2 separate regions of the Triticum aestivum genome follow, and region 1 is linked to region 2. Evidence: chromatin contacts called from public Hi-C data. All regions are on one chromosome and are shown on one strand. Each heading gives the region's core, a stretch centred on a gene start, on an enhancer-like site or on the middle of the called end of the contact. The rest is flanking DNA. Distances are from core to core; before and after follow the strand shown. Region 1 holds the start of LOC123111743 (sulfite exporter TauE/SafE family protein 3). Region 2 has its middle 54 kb from the start of LOC123116082.

Region 1 (5,083 bases), core at 2,385-4,884, 140 kb before region 2:
GGTTAAGTATTTTAGAGGATCTACATAAATCAGCATGGATTTTTGGTATAACTGGGGAAAACAGGTGCGGAAATATAAATACCTGGAGAAAGTTCAAGACCCAGTACCACGTGGAGCAAGTAGGAGCATAATTCTGCAAGTATGAGAAAAATAGCATAGCATTGAAGTATTACTGTCAAAGATAGAAAGCTATAAATTTAGTTCAAGTACAATAGTTTCTAAAAAATAAAGTGACAGCATTTGTATGTGTTTCTTTTTCAAATTAACTGAAAAGAGCAGAAGTTCCTGAAACATCTTATGAAAACTGACATAATGGATCGGCTGTACATATTGATTTGATTCCTATTTTTTCTGAATGAATTGGTCATAAAGGATGTTCGTTTACTATCACAAAGATATTGTGAGACTACATGAAAGAAACATTATCGTCCGCTTAAGACAAAAGCAAAATCAAGAAAGAGAAAATGCTTGCTAGTAAGGCCAAATAAAGCAACAAAAATAACAGAAATAACCAAACAAATGTGGGCAGAGTTATAAGACAGCTAATAGTGACTTGGTAAGAAGCTGGAGTTAGATGCGTCTCACATTTTTATGACCATTTTAATTTGTAGTTTTGCATTACAATCCTCACCTTTGTTATCTGAATAGCAAGGAATGCTAGCCACACGAACGTGAGAAGACCAAACTCCTTCCAGTAAATGTTCTTCATAAGTGATGGCTGAAATATTGGGAAATTCTAGGTTCAAATTCTTGAGAATGAGATCTCCAACAAATGCAAGGACTCATGTATATTGTCATGAGATGTTTACCGCTTCATCTGAATGGGGTTTTACATCAGCTCCGGCACCTGGTCCTGTAGAGAGCGGTGCATACTCTGGTTCCTCGCCTGAAAGGTTGAAAAATACGAGTGTTAATATTTTGATTTGGTGACAGATGAGCAACACTTCGTTTTCTAGCATTCTTACTGGTTTGCTCCAACCGTTTCTCAGCTTCCTGGAAGAAATGAAAAAGATCCATTAGCATACAAAAGGAGCAAACAAAAGAAGGGGAGATAAATAAAATCACTTTTTATAGACATGATGAGATAACTGTGGAAGATTACCCTTTTGATTATTGTCTCCTTTTTCCATGTCTCAACACCCTTCAGGAAAGCTTTAGTTGATGTGCCTACAATTTAATTTGGGGAAGCAAAGAAAGGTCATTCATGAGAACTAGATAACCAAAAAAACGAATGCAGCAGTTTAGGGGTTAATCAGCACCTAGGAAAAGGATTATCAAGAGAACTGTGACCAGCCAGTCAGGGAATATAACATTGAAAATAACACCGATGCTAATCCCGAGCATTAGCATAGGCTGGATGAGCAGTGCTAGGTCATAGTCGATCACCGGCATGTCCAAAGTCGGATGTTTCAGCTTGAGATTGTAGTACACAGTTGAGACAGCTGCACCAGTGATCATACCTGTCCAAATGAATACAAAGTATCAATTAAAATCGCTGAACAAACATTGTATTTGCAACTCAATACTTATATATTATTCTATCATATTTTTGCAAGACTCATATAGTAAGTCAGCAGCCAGAGATTTCTATGAATTGTACTATACTACTAGGAGTATAATGATGTCAACCAACAATTCTAAGTAGAGAGAGGTAATTATGTGTAAACGTAAATGAATTCCTAAACAACAGGGATGTATACTGACGATAAAGACGCAAACCAGATAATTAGTATTACAGATCAGAAAGAATATCTGAGAAATGAAGGTGCATTGTTATAAGGTTGTAGACACGGTGCTGGCACATGGTGCAGGGATAGGTCACGAGTTCCAAACCAAATAGCCGGATGTCGACCCTGACTTTGTGCTCAGTTCGGTACATGGAGACGATATTGCTGGTCGTACCGTTTAATGGAATAGAATGTATTCCATAAAACACACATTTATACCCTAATGCAGGATCATTGCCCACTGAACTTCAATATTTCAGATTTGCATGTTAATACTTTGATTATTGTATAGCCGTCACACCTTTGTACCTACTTCTTTTCATGGAAACAAGTAAACATAGACTTAGCTTATAATTGAGTAAGTGAGCCAGACAAAGGCACAAAGGCGTAATCTGATACACATGAATATATAATTAGCAACCATCACAAGGTACCTACCTAACACAAACAAAACAGAATAGCGCTAATTGCCCCTTTGGGACACTTAAATACTCTAATTCCCAACTAATTTGCCAGCCTAACTTTCCAACAGTAACAGGACAAGCAAGATCCCTCGAAAAGAGGTAAACTAATGCACACATGAATTAATCAGTACAGCACCTCATACTTAAAAAGCAAGATACCTAGAAAACAGGCAAACTAATGCACACATGAAGGAATCTTTACAGCACCGCATACTGAACAAGCTTGAGAAATGAATGCTTGGGGACAGCAAGAACTGTTGCTTTCAGAGCAGGCAGGCACAGAAGAAGAAAATCCCAAAGGAAAGAGTTGGATCCTCACACTTGGATATGGCAGTTGAAGACTTTGGATCAAACCCGATGATCAATGTCAACATCGGTACAAAGATCCCGCCACCACCAACACCTCCAACGCTCCCAAATGACGCGCCAAAGAATCCGATCAGCGACCCCAGCACCATTTTCCATCCAAACTCCATTGGCTACCACATCCAGAAAATCCACCAAATTAGCACCACACATCCGAAAAAGAAGAGGTACAGAGATATACTGAAAAAGTATCACACACAAAGATGTACGTAGTATGGAGTTTGAGCTACATAATAATTAATTTAAATCAAGAAAGTTCAGTTCCCTCATGCATGGGTCAAACTGAATTCCCACAAACCAAGCAGGTAAAAAGGTGCAGCGGTTCATCTCATGGCTAATAAAATAGCTGAAAGCAAACTACAGTAGAAGCTAGTAGAAAAGACGCGCTGGTTAAAGAAATGCTCGGAAAGCTGGGGTTTGTTTTGTGTGTTACCGGCCAAACATGCTGGTACGAGTTCCTATCGGTCTGCCACATGAAATTGGCAATCTTGTTGAGGAGGCTGATCTCCTCCGGCGCCACCACCACGGCGCGGTCGCTGGGCAGCGAGAGCCCACGGTCGGCGGCGGCGACGGCGAAGGCGGCCGCGCAAGCGACGCCTAGCACGGCAATGGCTTGCCGCATCCTCCTCCCCATTCCTCGGACCCAGCCAAGCCAAGAAAGGCAACTTCCTGCACCGCTTCCCTACTTTTTTTCCCAACAACAAAAGAAAGAAGAAGATAATCAGAGCTGGAGGGCAGACTGAGCCTGAGAAATCACAGAATTGAAACGCCTTGTTTGCGGCTTGGGATTGCGGAAACGTACGAAGGCCGCCGCGGCTCTCCTAGTCTGGATGATTCCTGATGGCTCTCTCGGGTGCACAAGACAGACGTGCGGGAAAGACAAAGACGGTCGAAGCCGTGGTCTCCGGCGGTTCGGATTGGGAAAGGAAGCGGAGGAAACTCGCCGGAGCCGGACGCAATGCGAGGGCGACGGGAGGAGCTGGGATTCGGCGGAGACCGAAGAGGGAGGGAGAAGAGACACGTGAGAAGGGGGAAGGCTACGAACGAACTCGGGCCAAATTTAGAGGGACAGCGAGGCAGTTTGCAATATACCCGCTGCGCAGCGGCGAAATTACGAAGCGGCCCGTTGACACTTTTTAGTGAGAATCACGTGTAGGAAACCTGGATCCGGGAAGTATAGTTCTGTAGATTACTTCCTTGGTCCGCAAATTACTTATCACAGAAATAAATAAAATAGATATTCAAAATTAAAATACATCTAAATACATTTATTGCGTCTAACAAGCATTTACGAACGGAGGGAGTAATTCTTTTCGGGTACGACTAGGATGGGATCACGGACGAGTAAAAAGTGCAGTTCTTTCGCAGGGTAAACAAAGGAGAACTTGGCCTGTGAAACACTAAGAAACTATATGATAGTTTTAGAAAAGAAACACTAAAAAACTTTCGTAAAGAAAAACCAATGAGAAACGATGAAATGTCAGAGGGTGCAGCTTCCATCTCGTACAGGAGTGGACAATGAAGGCGCAAGTTGGTGCTGGTTTATACTATACGTTACTATCATGTCCATGATCTAGATGAAATATATACTGGTATAGTACTACTGAGACGTGTAAAGTAAAGAAGGAGATCGCGTCCACATGACAGCTTCATTCTTCCGTCGCTCCTACCTAGACCACCTCCTTGTCCTTGGCTGAATCCATTGGAGACACCGACGCCAACATTATTACTGGACTATTTTCTACGTGGACAAGAGTGTTAAAATCCACAAAGACATACTAATGGAACAACAACAACAACAACAACAACGCCTCGTGTGGGGCGCGCATTTCCTTTGTTTTCTTTATTATTCTGTTGATTTGCTCTTCCTTTTTGGCTGGATAGTAGTTTGTCTGCCGCTTTTACTAGGAAAATCCATGTGCTTGGTTGTTGTTATTACTGTCGCCATGCATCCAAGGCTGGCTTGCGAGGAAACTTAGGTAGCCAGGGATATCGACAATCCAGCCATCGGTGAGCACAAGCTGTCCTATAACAAACTGAATAACGGAACAAGCAAAACCACAAGTAATGCACTGCTTTTTGGCATCGCCACTCTACTCTACTGCCACTGCCAGCCGTACGTAACGTAGGGAGCAGCGCTCTATCGCCGCTTGCTTGCTTGGACCCCTCGTGCGCAAGGAACAAAAGGCTTTTTCTCACGAGTGTACGTGATTTTGCTCGTATGGTCGCCATCCGCCGATTATATGTGTATGACTTTTTGCAGCTTTGCCTCTTTTCTCCTGCAACCACACGTTTGATGGATTATGGATGGGCTTAGGCCCATATAAAACAATAATATCTGGTTAATCTTTAAAGGTCATGAATGTGTGTACGGCAAGTTGTGGGAAGTTTGGTGGAAAGTTTAGTACCACACTGCTACAGTAAGAAAAGTGAAACCTTTTTATAAGGGTTGCTCTACCACTTGCTATTGAGAATTTGAAATAGGAGTTGTACACGCGCGCTCCTCCTCCTCCACCGCCCGCCTCG
Region 2 (5,365 bases), core at 1,665-4,164:
AAGAGGTGTTCCACTATTTTATCAACCGTAATGGAGCACAATGGGTATGTATGGTCATTTCCTATATTATAGTGCCGACGATGAAGCATATTTCTAGTGTTGAGTCAATCAACAAGGAGGAGTAAAGAAAACACTTTAAGCTTCATTTTTCATTTTGACTTCCATATCGAACTGAATGCATGATTAAATATACCATCTTTAAAGAAGAATCTTTAGGGTTTTAATATGTCTGATTCCTTCGTGCACTTGGGTGGAGAGAGGGAGTTGTAAGCCTTGTTGCAGTTCAATCATACTCATTTTTTGCATGTAGAGATCTCCATTCACCGCGAAGAAAAAGACTCTAGGTAAGCATCAACTCCAATCTGGGGTTGCCACATGTCTTTCCAAAACAGGAGGGGGAAAGAGCCATCACCAATATTGACCGAGGAAGTCCCCTGGTAAATATCACCGGATTGGGAGATAGCCTGCCACCAAAATGACCCGGGTGGCTCCAAGGCATGGGGTATTTTGTTTCCCCTGTAAATATCATTGATCGACCCACTGTCGTCTTCTTTCAGAAGTTGTGGATCCTTCGGGGTCGACATCGCCAAAACTTCTCGATAGAGATCATTGTTGTCTTGGCCACCTGCATGGATACTAGTTTCTTGTCGAGACGGTGATGCGGAACTCCATCAACGGCACAATTGCGGTCCATCTGCTTGTGCGGGATGGATACTATGGATGACTAACAAATGGAGGGATTGTACTTTTCTTTTCCTTCAAGGGTTTTCCTATAACAACGATGCTTGATTAATATAGAGCTTCCGCTCCTTTGGAAAAAGATTGTTGTGCACTCTGAGAACTAGTTGGCTTTTAACCTGGTTTGTGGCACATGGATTTCCCTTTGTTGTTTCCTATACATAATTCATTTTCACTCAAAGTGTCTCATCTATTCTGAGCGGCTGAAATGCTCGATACTCCCTCCATCCCCATATAGATGGTGTATACACTCAGGTAGAAGTTAATTATTTCTAAGTTTGATCAAATATATGGAAGATAAAAAATCAACAACCAGAATATCAAATATAAGTAAATTGTGAAAATATATCTAATGGCGGATACATTGATATTGATTTGATATTGTTTATCTTCATATTTTGTTATACATGCTTCGGCAAACTTAGAAAGCATTGGCTTTTTGACTCATTTTATAGGCCACCTATTGGGGCGGTGGGAGTATTGTGCTAATATGATCAATATCGGTTGATACTAAGTCTCAACACCCAACGAAACCACAACATGGTCGGTATAGAATTCCATACAATGATACCTCCCATCACACGTTGAAAACTTTGTTTCGGATTGTGGTTGTGGAACATGATGATGCCTTTTTAGAAGAAGAAAAAAAGGGCACAACATAGACGCACACAAGCACACCACTACAAGGATGCACCCACACAACTTCTACCAAAGTCTGGTGTCACGGGTGGCACCTGCCACCATCATTGCCATATTTTAATTAAGGATCTATCCCCGACCCTCATTGGCGGCTCTCCTAGAAGACCCCCCCCTCCCCCACTGCGGTCAAGGTCTTCTCTTGGCTGGCCTTGAAGGACCATTGTTAGACTGGCTTCACCGTCACGGGCTTCCCCATGATGATTTCTGCTTACTCTATAATCAGGTCCTTGAGGACATGCACCATCTTCTTGTAGGTTGCTCCTTCTCTCGGCAGGTATGGCATGCAATTCTTTCATGGTGTCAATCCACGCTCACACCCTTCGGTCGAAACTCTTCCCGGACTAGTGGACTTCCACTTGCTCTCATGCCGCCATCTCGCATCGTCATGGACTCTCCTCCATCATCATGCTCACAACCTAGTGGCACTCGAAGCACCAAAATGGCTGCATATTGAACGGCCAGCGCCCCTTCGCTGCTGACCTAGTGCAGACTACCTAGGATGACGTGAGGCTTTGGGTGCGCGCCGTCGCCACTGGGATTAAGAACATTTGGCCTGAGAATTAAGACTCGTGATGTATTGGGAATTTGGGATGGGCACCCAATGTCTCGTTGTTCTAGGTAGATCGTCAACGCATCCTTGCATTGCGTATGTGTCGTACGATGTACCTCATTTTGAACTATTCTGACTTCTTCTATCAATGAAAAGATATATTTATGGAACTAGCTCGACTCGACTCATTAACATAACGAGCTCAGATTTAAATTCAGCTCGACTCGTATAACTCGTGAGCTAGATTGTTTAGCACGTTAAGCTAATTATAGATGTGAATAACAAAATATATGTATTATGTATGCAATTTATTTACAAAATATATTTGTAGACACATACTTTTCTTCACAAATCATAACAATCAACAATTTACACTACAGGAACACTTGATACACTATAAATAACAACAATCAACAAAAATGTTGGTACTTATCTCACACCTCCTCTAATTAACGAGCTTAATGAGCTAAACATATACTTCCTCCATAAAAAAAATATAAGAGCGTTTAGATCATTAAATACGGAGGAGGTAACTCATTAGCTCGGCTCCTTAAACTCGGTATGTGAACGAACTCAAATTAAAATTGACTCGACTCGAGTCGAGATGAGCCACGAGCTACTCGTTAACTCGCGAATTTCAAGTTAAAATTCTAGCCCTACACACACACTACTTGTAAAAGTCTTCACCTTGCATCCTGGACGGTTGGATGTGCATGGCGCCATCGCTCGCCGCTCATCGTCAGCTAGACGACTCCTAGAGACACGGACAAGATTGCACGGCTAAGGCACCGTGGGAGTGGGGCCACCTGAAACTTTGTTCCTTCCCACGTGGTGCTCGGCAATTTTGTCAAGTTCTGTAGGCTGTTTGTTGTCCATCACCCAGCAGCATCACCGTCACCGGCCTGTGCTTGTTCCTTCCCATTTTGCAGGCAGGACCCTACTACCACCGGACTAACACGAGGGGGCCCTTGCCATGCTAGGCCAACATTTGCATCCACACGAGATCCGCAGCACCGCTAAGAAGGATTTGATTGGCAAAACAGCAGATATACTCATGGAAGCACCATTTACCCAAAGCGCCAAAAACATAGCAATCGTACTAGAATTTATAATCATTCCCATAAAGAAGAAAGCTGAAAAAAATTCTAGAATTCGAGGCTTCTCGCCCACACACTACCACTGGCAGGGCCGGAGTGAAGCCAACTGACTGAACTGAGCGACAGGAGGATCACAAGATCTCTGCGGCCGGACCATGTGAGTTCCTGTCAAATCACCCGTACTACATCACATGCGGAACTGCAGAGACAAGGGAATTAACTCGGCAGAGTTTTATCATGCTAGCCTCCGCACATCCGATTAGGGGAATTAGATGGACGGCCCAGATGGGGCGAATCTCGATCGCCGGAATCCGGACGCAGAGTTTCATTCCAACGAGATCCCGATCTGCAAGAGGTAAAATCACATGCTACAAGCACAAGCACGTGAGACGGCGCGAGGAAGGCAAGTGCCACCGGCTAGAACCGAACCTGAACCTGGAGCAAGTACTCATCAAGACAGTTCTGGCAAATAAGATACTATACCTGTGCCTGTGTCTGTCAGTCTTCAGTTGCTCAGCCACTTCTCACGGCCATCTCCATTTACTACACACCTTCTGCAGAAAATTCAGAGTTCATTGAATGCGAGATCCGATCCAGCCACAGAGAACATGAAGAGCACACCCCGTCGTGTAGGAGAGCAATGTGTAGTACGAGCAGTTAAATTCACAAGATTGTCGTACCAATGAGCACACCCCATCGTGAGTGTTCACATCAATACAAAAATGCATTTATTTTGCAACAAGACCGCCAGAATTGACAAATCTGACATTTTTTGCACACTCGAAGCACGAAAAAAGAAGACTCTGTTCAGACCGTAACCACATACAGTAGAAGTGCTCCAGAGAAGATGATGCCTGCAGCAGGACAAAAGAGTGAGTCAGCTCCATGCTGGCGAGCTGCACCACGTACTACGCGTCGGCCCAATCAATATGGCGTTCTGCAGATCAGATAACCAGTGGATGGATGCTCAGAGAGGTCTGAAACATGAGAATTTCAAGTGAATGAAACATAAAAGTTGCTATCAAGGATTTCACACTTTTACGAGTTGACCCAGAAAATCATGAACCTTTATCCCCAGAACAAGCAAACCCCGATCTCAGCTTTCCTGGAAAGGGTCATGCACATCATGTAGTAGTGCGTAGTAGTAAAAGTGAGCACAGGCCAGGGATCTGGCATCTCCATTATTGAAAGGGCAGCACGGCAGCAACTAGGCAGCCGTATTTACGGTACACGCATGGTCTTCGGTTTTCGTTTGGAATGAACTTAGGCCAACTCCACCGCGCGACCTCATCCGGACGTCCGTTTTGAACAGTTTGGGGAGTGACTGGGCGGGCGTCCGGGGGGCGGACAAGCATATGGGGTAGCTGCGCCCAGCGCGCACAAGGCCTATTGGACCCAAACGGTCCGCCCCGGCTCGTCGCAGCGCGCGGCCGCCTCGCCCCGAGCTCGCCATGCCGCCCCGAGCTCGCCACCGCCTCGCCGTGCCGCCCCGCGCACGCCGCCGCCTCGCGCCCGAGCTCGCTCCGCCTCGCCGTTGCCCTGCCCCGTGCTCGGCCGCCCCGCCCTGAGCTCGCTTTGCCTCGCCGTTGCCCCGCCCCGTCCTCCGCCGCCCCGCCTCGAGCTCGCTCCGCCCCGCCGTTGCCCCGCCCCGTGCTCCGCCGCCCCGCCCCGAGCTCCTCCGCCCCGCCCCGAGCTCTTCCGCCTCGCCGCCGTCCCGCCCCGCCACTTCCTGCCGCCGCTTCCTCTCCTCCTCGCGGCGCGCAGCGAAGGGCGCGTAGGCCGGCGCGGGTCGTGCGACGGCGGGCGCGGCAGCCGGCGTGGGTCGCGGGTCGCGCGGCGGCTGGCGCGGGCGCGTGACGGCGGACGCAGCGGCGGGCGCGCGGGTGCGGCGGCCGGCGCGGGTCGCGCGACGGCGGGCGCGGCGACGGGCGCGGCAGCCGGCATGGGTCGCGGGGCGCACAACGGCGGACGCAGCAGCTGGCGCGAGCGCGGTGACGACGGCAGCGGGCGCGCGGTCACGGCGACGGGCGCGGGTTGCGGGACCCGGCAGCCGGCGCGGGCGCGCGACGGCGGACGCGGCGGCCGGCGCAGGGCACGTAGTGGCGTACGCGGCGGCGGCGCGCGGCCGGCTGCTGGCGCGGGGAGCAACAAGTGGCTCGGCGTGGGTCGCTAATACGTGGGCCAGGGACGGACATGAGCGGACGAGAGAGGGCGAGAAGAGCGTCCGTTTGTGTCCGCACAGACCCATTTGTTGCCTAACTTTGCTCCAGGTTTGGGGTTG

What was found. A called contact is a pair of places that touch in the nucleus more often than the background predicts.
Region 1: a contact with region 2 is called in a Hi-C map of leaf, with 4 times the contacts expected there. The contact joins the promoter of LOC123111743 here to the enhancer-like site in region 2. A contact is called at or near these places in 5 of 5 Hi-C or Micro-C datasets (leaf, root and an unstated tissue) and 1 of 1 datasets of contacts at active chromatin or transcription factors (leaf).

Annotation. Positions count from the first base shown.
Region 1 is chr5B:339,023,193-339,028,275 of IWGSC CS RefSeq v2.1, reverse strand. LOC123111743 (sulfite exporter TauE/SafE family protein 3) reads right to left here and starts at 3,634. Exons shown (of 13, transcript XM_044532593.1): 1 at 3,360-3,634; 2 at 2,991-3,242; 3 at 2,511-2,670; 4 at 1,260-1,460; 5 at 1,103-1,167; 6 at 966-993; 7 at 810-886; 8 at 632-718; 9 at 83-133. The coding sequence starts at 3,191.
Region 2 is chr5B:338,880,995-338,886,359 of IWGSC CS RefSeq v2.1, reverse strand. No RefSeq gene overlaps it. Among protein-coding and RNA genes, the nearest start is that of LOC123116082, 54 kb to the right of the region's middle. Within about 2 kb of position 2,914, at least 3 of the 8 cell types and tissues checked have an H3K27ac peak or open chromatin away from gene starts, as enhancers often do. A contact at or near this core is called in leaf, where this site is marked.